2 separate regions of the Gossypium hirsutum genome follow, and region 2 is linked to region 1. The links are chromatin contacts, called in public Hi-C maps. All regions are on one chromosome and are shown on one strand. Each heading gives the region's core, a stretch centred on a gene start, on an enhancer-like site or on the middle of the called end of the contact. The rest is flanking DNA. Distances are from core to core; before and after follow the strand shown.

Region 1 (3,911 bases), core at 753-3,252:
TAACTTTTTTTTTGTTGCCTATATAAAAGAACTCATTTGTTTATCCATTTACTACTTAATTTGTTCTTACGACTTTTTGTATCTAAAAGGGGAAACTAAAAGCCTTAAAAAACGCATTTCATACCTCATGTCTTAATTCCAATCTTCTTAATTTTTTACTTCCACCATTCTTTTTCTAACACTAAAAAATTTCACTTTATATTTAACCTCTAATGTTTGATCTTGATTCCGTTCTTGCTAATGCTTATATAGAACCCTAAGTAATTAAGTGTAATTTTCTTTCCGTTTTTAGGAGTTGCCTTTTAAAGTGACTTATTAAATGTGCTCGTTACAGTGTTACCTTTTTGGTTAATTTCACCCTTATGGATTTCAATAAAATTTTATTATACCAAAAGAACTCATCATAATTGAGTTTATAAAATATCATAAATTCCAAAACTTCAAAACTTTGTAATTTTCGAATTAACTCGCACAGACAATCCTGTTTACTCATGCACTAGAAAGCTAAAAAGCAGCTCTTTGAGTCAGAAGAAAACAATTCAACAGAAAAAGAATCCCATCCAAAAGTCCATTCCAAGTTGGCTCATATTTCTGCCTTTGAGAACAACAACTCTAGCATATTGAAGGTGGATTACCTAAGATTGGTGTTGCTTCGACAATAAACATTGGTTGGGTTTGACCACCAAGTATTCTCAATGGAGCTCATTTCAGTACTAATACATAATCGCAAATTGAAGTTAAACATGAAATCCTATAACATCAATTAACAAAATATAGATACTGGATTGGGGACTGTAAATAATTACAAATCCATGTTCACTACATACATAAATAAGCAGGCACTCATTCCAATTTCAATAAGAAAAATAGGATGTAATATGCTAGTGACAGGCAAAAGCAGAAAACTGTAAACAATCATAAGCTAAAAACTACATATAGAGTAATGGGAACTTAGCCGTAGCATCGGATAGGATCATTGCACCCTTTCTCAGCAGATTGTTTAAAACCGAATCGACCTCCTTTGGCAAGGTACTGCTGGTGATATTCCTCTGCTCGATAGAACTTCTTGGCAGGCAGAATCTCGGAAACAATCTTTCGGTTCAAGAGTTTCTGTTGTTTTTCCATGGACTCCCGCGCTACCATCTCCTGCTCCGGTGTGTAGAAGTATATACCAGATCTATACTGTGTTCCCACATCATTCCCCTGCCAAATGATTAACCATTAATAATTAACCATTAAAAAACCCCAATTATTTTTTGCTATCATAAGAACTAAGAATCCACCTGGCGGTTGAGGGTAGTAGGATCATGGCGAGCCCAGAATACATCAAGCAAAGTGTCAAAGCTACACTCTTTAGGGTCATACTGAACCCTCACAACTTCATTATGGTTGGTGGACCCCGTACACACGTCTTCATAGCTAGGATTATGCATAAACCCTTGGCTATACCCCACCTCCGTTTTGGTCACCCCTGGAACTCTCTGGAAGGCCAATTCAACACCCCAAAAGCAACCCGCACCGAACTGAGCAAACTGTTGACCAGGAGCAGGGACGTCGTCGTCTGGACCCTGAGCGATGGAGGAACCCTCCATGGACGGGGCTGGCTTGTTGTTGGCTCCGAAGCCTAGATTTTTAAGGATGTTCATGGGGCGTGTGTGAAGGGAAATGGATCGTCTGGTTTGAGGGAAAGGGAGAGAGATAGGAGAGAAAGAGTGGGGAAGCTTGGGAGAATGAGAAAAAAAAGGTTTAGCGACCAGAGAAGAAGAGGAAGAAGTAGTAACCGCAAGGCTTCGAAGCATTTTTAAGGGTATTTGAGAACAACAACAATGGTGATGCTATTATTTCACTATTTTATTTTGGGATTCTCCCTTATTTTCCCATTTTTTGTAAAGGGTATTATTATTTTCTGCCACAAACCAAAATGAGTTGTTTTTTAAAAGAAAATTAACAAGTCAACTAAAGTATAAGACAAGATTATTATTAGGTGTAATTTGGAAGAGCCTGGAACAAGAGAGGAGATTGGGTGTCTGGTAATAAACCAGAACAACGTGTCGCGAGTGCCACCACACTCACACGGCCCGTTTCATTGGGTTTTCATCTCATAACTACACGCATAATGTCTTGGGCCCAAACAACTTGTGCCAACCTTCTTCCACTTCCATCATACTTAGTTTGCATACAAGGCTAATTAATTAATTATGATGCATTCGGATGAATTTATTTATTTAAAAAAAAATATAATATATAATATAAAATAGTTTTTTATACAATATTAAAAATAAGAGATAAAAGTAATAGGGTTCTTTGTTAAACAAATGTGATAATATTGATGTTTTTTTTATGATGTTTTATAATTATCTGAAACAATTAAACATATTAGAAGAGAAGAAGTTAGAAACAAAGAATAATATAGTAACATGGAAAATTAAGCTAAAATTGTATTAGCATTTCTAATGAAATCTTCCATGAGTTTACATGGATAGATATCTCAAAACCCCTTCGGAAGGTGGTTTGCTTGGTAGGGAGTGAAGAGAAAGAGATTGTCTGTGCTATTAAATACGAACAGCTTCCAGTTTTATATTAAATATGAACAGCTTCCGGTTTTATGTTACATTTGTGGGATTGTTGGGCACACAACAAAAAAATGTGTTAAACAAGCCGAAGGTATGGATCAGGGAGAGAATAGACTCCAGTACGGTAATTGGCTCAGGGTGCAACTGAATGGAAATGGACAGAATCGAGGAAACTGGAGGAATGGAGTGGAAATAATTGAGAGTAAGGTGGAAGCTAACACTGAGACAAATGAAGGAAAGAAACGAAGTGGGGATGAGTCAGAACTTATGGGCCTTAAAGAGAAAGAGAAAATTAAGGTTGGTGAGGAGGACTCAGAATCGGGATCAACCATAGAGAAACGCCATACAAGACTCATGCGTGATGGAGAAGGAAGAAACAGGGGTAAAAGAGAAAGAATAAGGGGAGGAAATGGGGAGAATGTGGATGAAAGTCCAGCTAAAGTTGTTCGAAGAAAACTTATGGATTTTATCTCACCTGGTAAGGCGGTGGTTGGCGACCAGCCCCGCCAAGAGCCATGGAACTCTTATGTTGGAACTGTCGTGGGCTTGGAAACCCTGCGACAGTTCGGGACCTTAAGCAACTTCTCGTTGCTAATGATCTAGATGTTATTTTTCTATGTGAAACTAAACTGCGTTCTAACAAAATTGCTCCGGTGCGGGATCAATGTCGCTTAGACGGATGCTTGGTTGTCAACTTTGTTGGGAAGAGTAGGGGTCTCGCGATGTTAAGGAAAGATGGGATCAAAGTTGATATTCAGAATTATTCGTGACACTATATAGACTCGGTGATTCAACTGGAGGACTAGAGATCGTTTAGGTTTACGGGGTTCCATGTGCGTGTGGACCCGAACCAGAGAAATGACTCATGGAATATGCTTAAAAGAGAGGGGGGTACGGGATGAAATTTGGATTGTTGGTGAGGATTTCAACGCCATTGTTAACGAATTTAAAAAGGAGGGTGGGCGGAGGAAGTCTAAGGCTTTAATGGATGATTTTTGCAACGTCATTGAGGAGCTTTCCTTGGTTGATATAAAGACAGTCAAGTGTTGGTATACTTGGGTGAATAATCGTGAAAGGTCAACTATGGTCAGGGGTTGGTATACTTGGTTGATATAAACAGGTCACTGCAATTCTAAATGGGCTTTCTCTTAAATATGAGGCAGTTGTAACTATCATCACATCAAGCCAAGTCTTGTATGGTGTTCAGGCAATTACAACCATGCTTCTGGATGCTGAAACAAGTTTTACAAGCTACAATAGTTTATGTGTCCAGTTCAGCTAATATGGTTACAAATCGTCCAGTTGACTCCATTGATAGTTCTCAGCAACCATCGTGTC
Region 2 (3,911 bases), core at 512-3,011, 470 kb after region 1:
TCATATTCAGCAAGTAACGCTTCAGTTGCATATACAACACCACGGCCAGTTGCAGCCTCCCTGCCTAGTGATCCACCTAGATCCTACAATTCCCAGTATAAGCGTATCTAGATTTTGTTATTCTACCCAATTATTGCTAATCAAACATCATATTACAAGTATAAAATCTGTCTTTTGCACTTACTATTGGCTTTCCTGTGACAACAGCTGGTGAGTGTCCATGGAACTTAGAGTATTCATCCAGAATCCATGCCATGGTCTGTACATATTTATTCTTAGTATGCTTATTTAATAAATTTGTGATTTAGAAACAAAAAGGAAGTACACGAAAAAACGAAACATAAAAGGGAGGACTGTATAACCTGTGCATTAGTCCCCATATCTGGTGCAGGAACATCTGTATGTATACCGATAAGATCATGGATCTTCTGAGTGAAGACGCGAGTTAGACGTTCCAATTCACTCTTACTTAAATCCCTAGGATTGCATCCAATGCCACCTTTTGCACCGCCGTAAGGAATGGCTGCTACAGCCGTCTTCCATGTCATTAGTTGAGCCAGAGCATTTACTTCATCGGGCTCGACCTTAAGCAAAATCAACACACATAGATTGTGAATCCCACGTATGATGTAAGATCAATCACAGATACACACAACTGAAACTCCATGTTGAAATTTAAAACAGAGGAAACAAATCGAATGTTTAATTATGTATCACTCAATGACTAAATTTCATTAACAGCATCAGGGCCTAAGATGATATTCTCCTCTAATTCCTAAGATGCCAAGGTTTAGATTTTCCATTATTATCATTACTGGCCTTAAAAGATTACCTTTTAAAGGGCGCAGAAGAATCTTATCAGAAAAAGCTCTAACAGGAAATTAAATATCACAGCACTGTAACTCCACCGACATTAAATTATTTTTAAAAAAAGGTGTAAAGTTGATTTAACAAACAATGAAATGTCAATCAACAAAATTGAAAAAATCATTAAACAAAGGATTGTCTTTTGTTTCTATAATAAGTATGGCTACAGCCTACAAACAAACTAAAGTAGAGCGAATGGCCGTCGCCAAGGATAAAGAAACAAACAAGATCATAAAACAAAAAACATAAAAGACAAAAAAAAAACCGACAGAAGAAAGTGATCACCTCAGGATGATATCTGATTCCACCTTTCATTGGGCCACGAGCATTATCATGTTGGATCCTAAATCCAACGTAAGTCGCCAAGGTTCCATCGTCCTTGGGAATCGTGCACTCCACCTGATCACAAAAATGAAAACACCAATCAGAACATAACAACTCATGACCAAAATAGAGAAAATTTTCTAGCAAATACCTTGATTTCTCTAAAAGGGATCAGAAGACTCTTTTCAAGCTTAGAGTCTAACCCAAGTAAACGAGACGCTAGTCGGAAATTGCGGTTGGTTGCAGCAAGAGCATTCATGGCTACCTACTAAAAACTCAAAAAAAAGAAAAAAAAACCAGAAACGGGAATGAAGGAGAGATCAAGAAAAACAACAGTTCGATGACTTATAAAACAGGGAAAAGCAAAGAGAGCACTTTGATTGGTTATTAATTGAAGAAAGAATGAGAAAGAGAAGGAAAAATAAAAGACTGCCTTTCCCAAGAGACACACAAGGGGTGGGTATATATATATAGGGAAAAGACAGCTGTAATGAGGCGTTATTTGGGCGGAGGATAATCGAACAGTTACTATATGAAGGGGCAGTTCCAAAATTTATAAAAGGTTTTTTTTTTTTATGTCAATTTTGCTTTAAGCTTTATTTTAGTATTTAAGCTTTATAAATTTAATATATGAATTTTTATTTTTAATGTTTAATATCGTAATTTTTTATTAGAATATATGTATTAAATATTTATTGTGTTATTTGGTTTAAGTATTAAATTAAATATTAAAGTTAAATTTAAATATTAAATACTATATTAATTTTATCTAAAAACTTTAAAAGGTTGGAGTAGGAATTTTCATTTTTAAATATATCAAACAAAATTTTAGCACAAGGAATATAAAAAAGAATATAGCAAAATGTAATATATCTTCCGACTTAGTTCCACGTCAGTCAAGTTGCAACTTTTTATATAATATTTTATTAAAATTATCCAAACGAATTATCCACTTACAAATCCTAATTAAATTATCATTATTTAAAAACATTTTAAAATTTTTCATTTTTGTTTTTGAAAATATAAAATATATATTACAATATTAATAAAAAAAATTTCATTTAAGCTCTTTACAATTTTATAAAATTTTAAATAATAATAATATTATATTTTTATCTTCCAAAAATAATAAAAATTTGAGTTAATCTTTTAAAAATTATATATTAAAATAATAAAACTATATTTTTACTATCATAAAAATATACTATTTAATTTCGATGCCCATAAAAAATTTTGTGACTTCACCCATATGTGAAATAATATTTTTATTACTACCGACAAATTCTAGTCATAGCAAATAACTTGATAATTGATATTTTTTTTTCTAATAGAGAAGAAAAGGCCAATCTTACCCGTCATTTTTTATATTCGGTTGTATTTAAATGTTTTACTGAATTAATTTTCACCTGTAATTGCATCACCAACTCAGATATTAAATTATAATTTTTTTTATAATTAAAATAAATTATATTATTTGAGGATACTTTAGTCTTTTTCATTTTAAATAAGTTTATTATTCAAGGGTATTTTAGTTTTTTTATTTAAAAAAAGAATAAAAATATGCATATGATGGGATTTAAACCCGAAATCACTTACATTAATAAAGTTTTTAATTTACCACTCAACTAAAAGTTTATTTTAATATTTTTTTATATATTTTAATTTTAATTATGCACATTTTATTACTTCTATTAAATGTATATCTATATTATTATTTAAGCTCTTAACTGAGTTGATGTCACCCTCAATAAAGTTATGGTTAGGGAAATTTTCATAATTAAAATAAGTTATATTATTCAATGGTACTTTAATCCTTTTATTTAAAAAAGACAAATAAACATTCGTATACAATGGGATTTGAACCTAAACCAATTACATTAACAAAATGTTTAATTTATGACTTAACTAAAACTTTATTTTAATATTTTAATATATTTTAATTTTATTATTCACATTTTATTACTTACATCAATTGTATATCAATACTTACTATTTATTAAGTGTTTTATTGAGTTGGTGGCTCCCTCAACCAAGTCACCAACTCGGCTAGGAAATTACGAAAATGTCATTCCATAATTAAAATAAGTTATATTATTTGAGGGTAGTTTAATCTTTTCATTTTAAGAAAAAACAATTAAAATATGCAGATGGTAGGATTTAAATCCGCGCCAATTAGAAAAAAATCCTTAAATTTACCATTCAACCAAAGCTTCATTTTAATATATTTTAGACATTTTTATTTTAATATGCGCAAGTTAATATCTTCATCAATTGTATATCAATACTTACTATTTATTAAGTGTTTTATTGAGTTGGTGTCATCCTCAATCGAGTGACCAACTCGGTTAGGAAATTATGGAAATATCCTTCCCTCATTAAAAAAGCTATACTATTCGAAGGTATTTTAGTCTTTTCATTTTAACAAAAACTAATTAAAATATGAATATGGTGGGATTTGAATCCGCGCAAATTAGATTAGTAAAATATTAAATTTATCACTAAACCAAATTTTTATTTTTGACATATTTTATCATTTTTATTTTAATATGCACAAGTTATTATCTCTATTAGTTGTATGATAGGTGCTAAAGGTAACATATTTCAACATAATCCTTAATGCATTTTTGGGTGATTATTCGATGTTAATGATGAATTTTATGCTTATAATCCTTTAAATTCATGTTTTTATACTTAGGAGAGCATTTCGGAGAAAAATGAGT

What was found. A called contact is a pair of places that touch in the nucleus more often than the background predicts.
Region 2: a Hi-C map of leaf shows a contact between it and region 1, with 2.3 times the contacts expected there. The contact joins the promoter of LOC107886252 here to the promoter of LOC107947333 in region 1. A contact is called at or near these places in 2 of 34 Hi-C or Micro-C datasets (hypocotyl and leaf).

The regions. Positions count from the first base shown.
Region 1 is chrA03:15,116,174-15,120,084 of Gossypium_hirsutum_v2.1, forward strand. LOC107947333 (peptide methionine sulfoxide reductase A1) reads right to left here and starts at 2,003. Exons shown (of 2, transcript XM_016881972.2): 1 at 1,284-2,003; 2 at 764-1,203. The coding sequence starts at 1,799. The coding sequence ends at 952.
Region 2 is chrA03:15,583,343-15,587,253 of Gossypium_hirsutum_v2.1, forward strand. It overlaps LOC107886252 (glutamate dehydrogenase 2), which reads right to left and starts at 1,762. Exons shown (of 9, transcript XM_016810135.2): 1 at 1,343-1,762; 2 at 1,153-1,266; 3 at 363-584; 4 at 185-259; 5 at 1-83. The coding sequence starts at 1,450.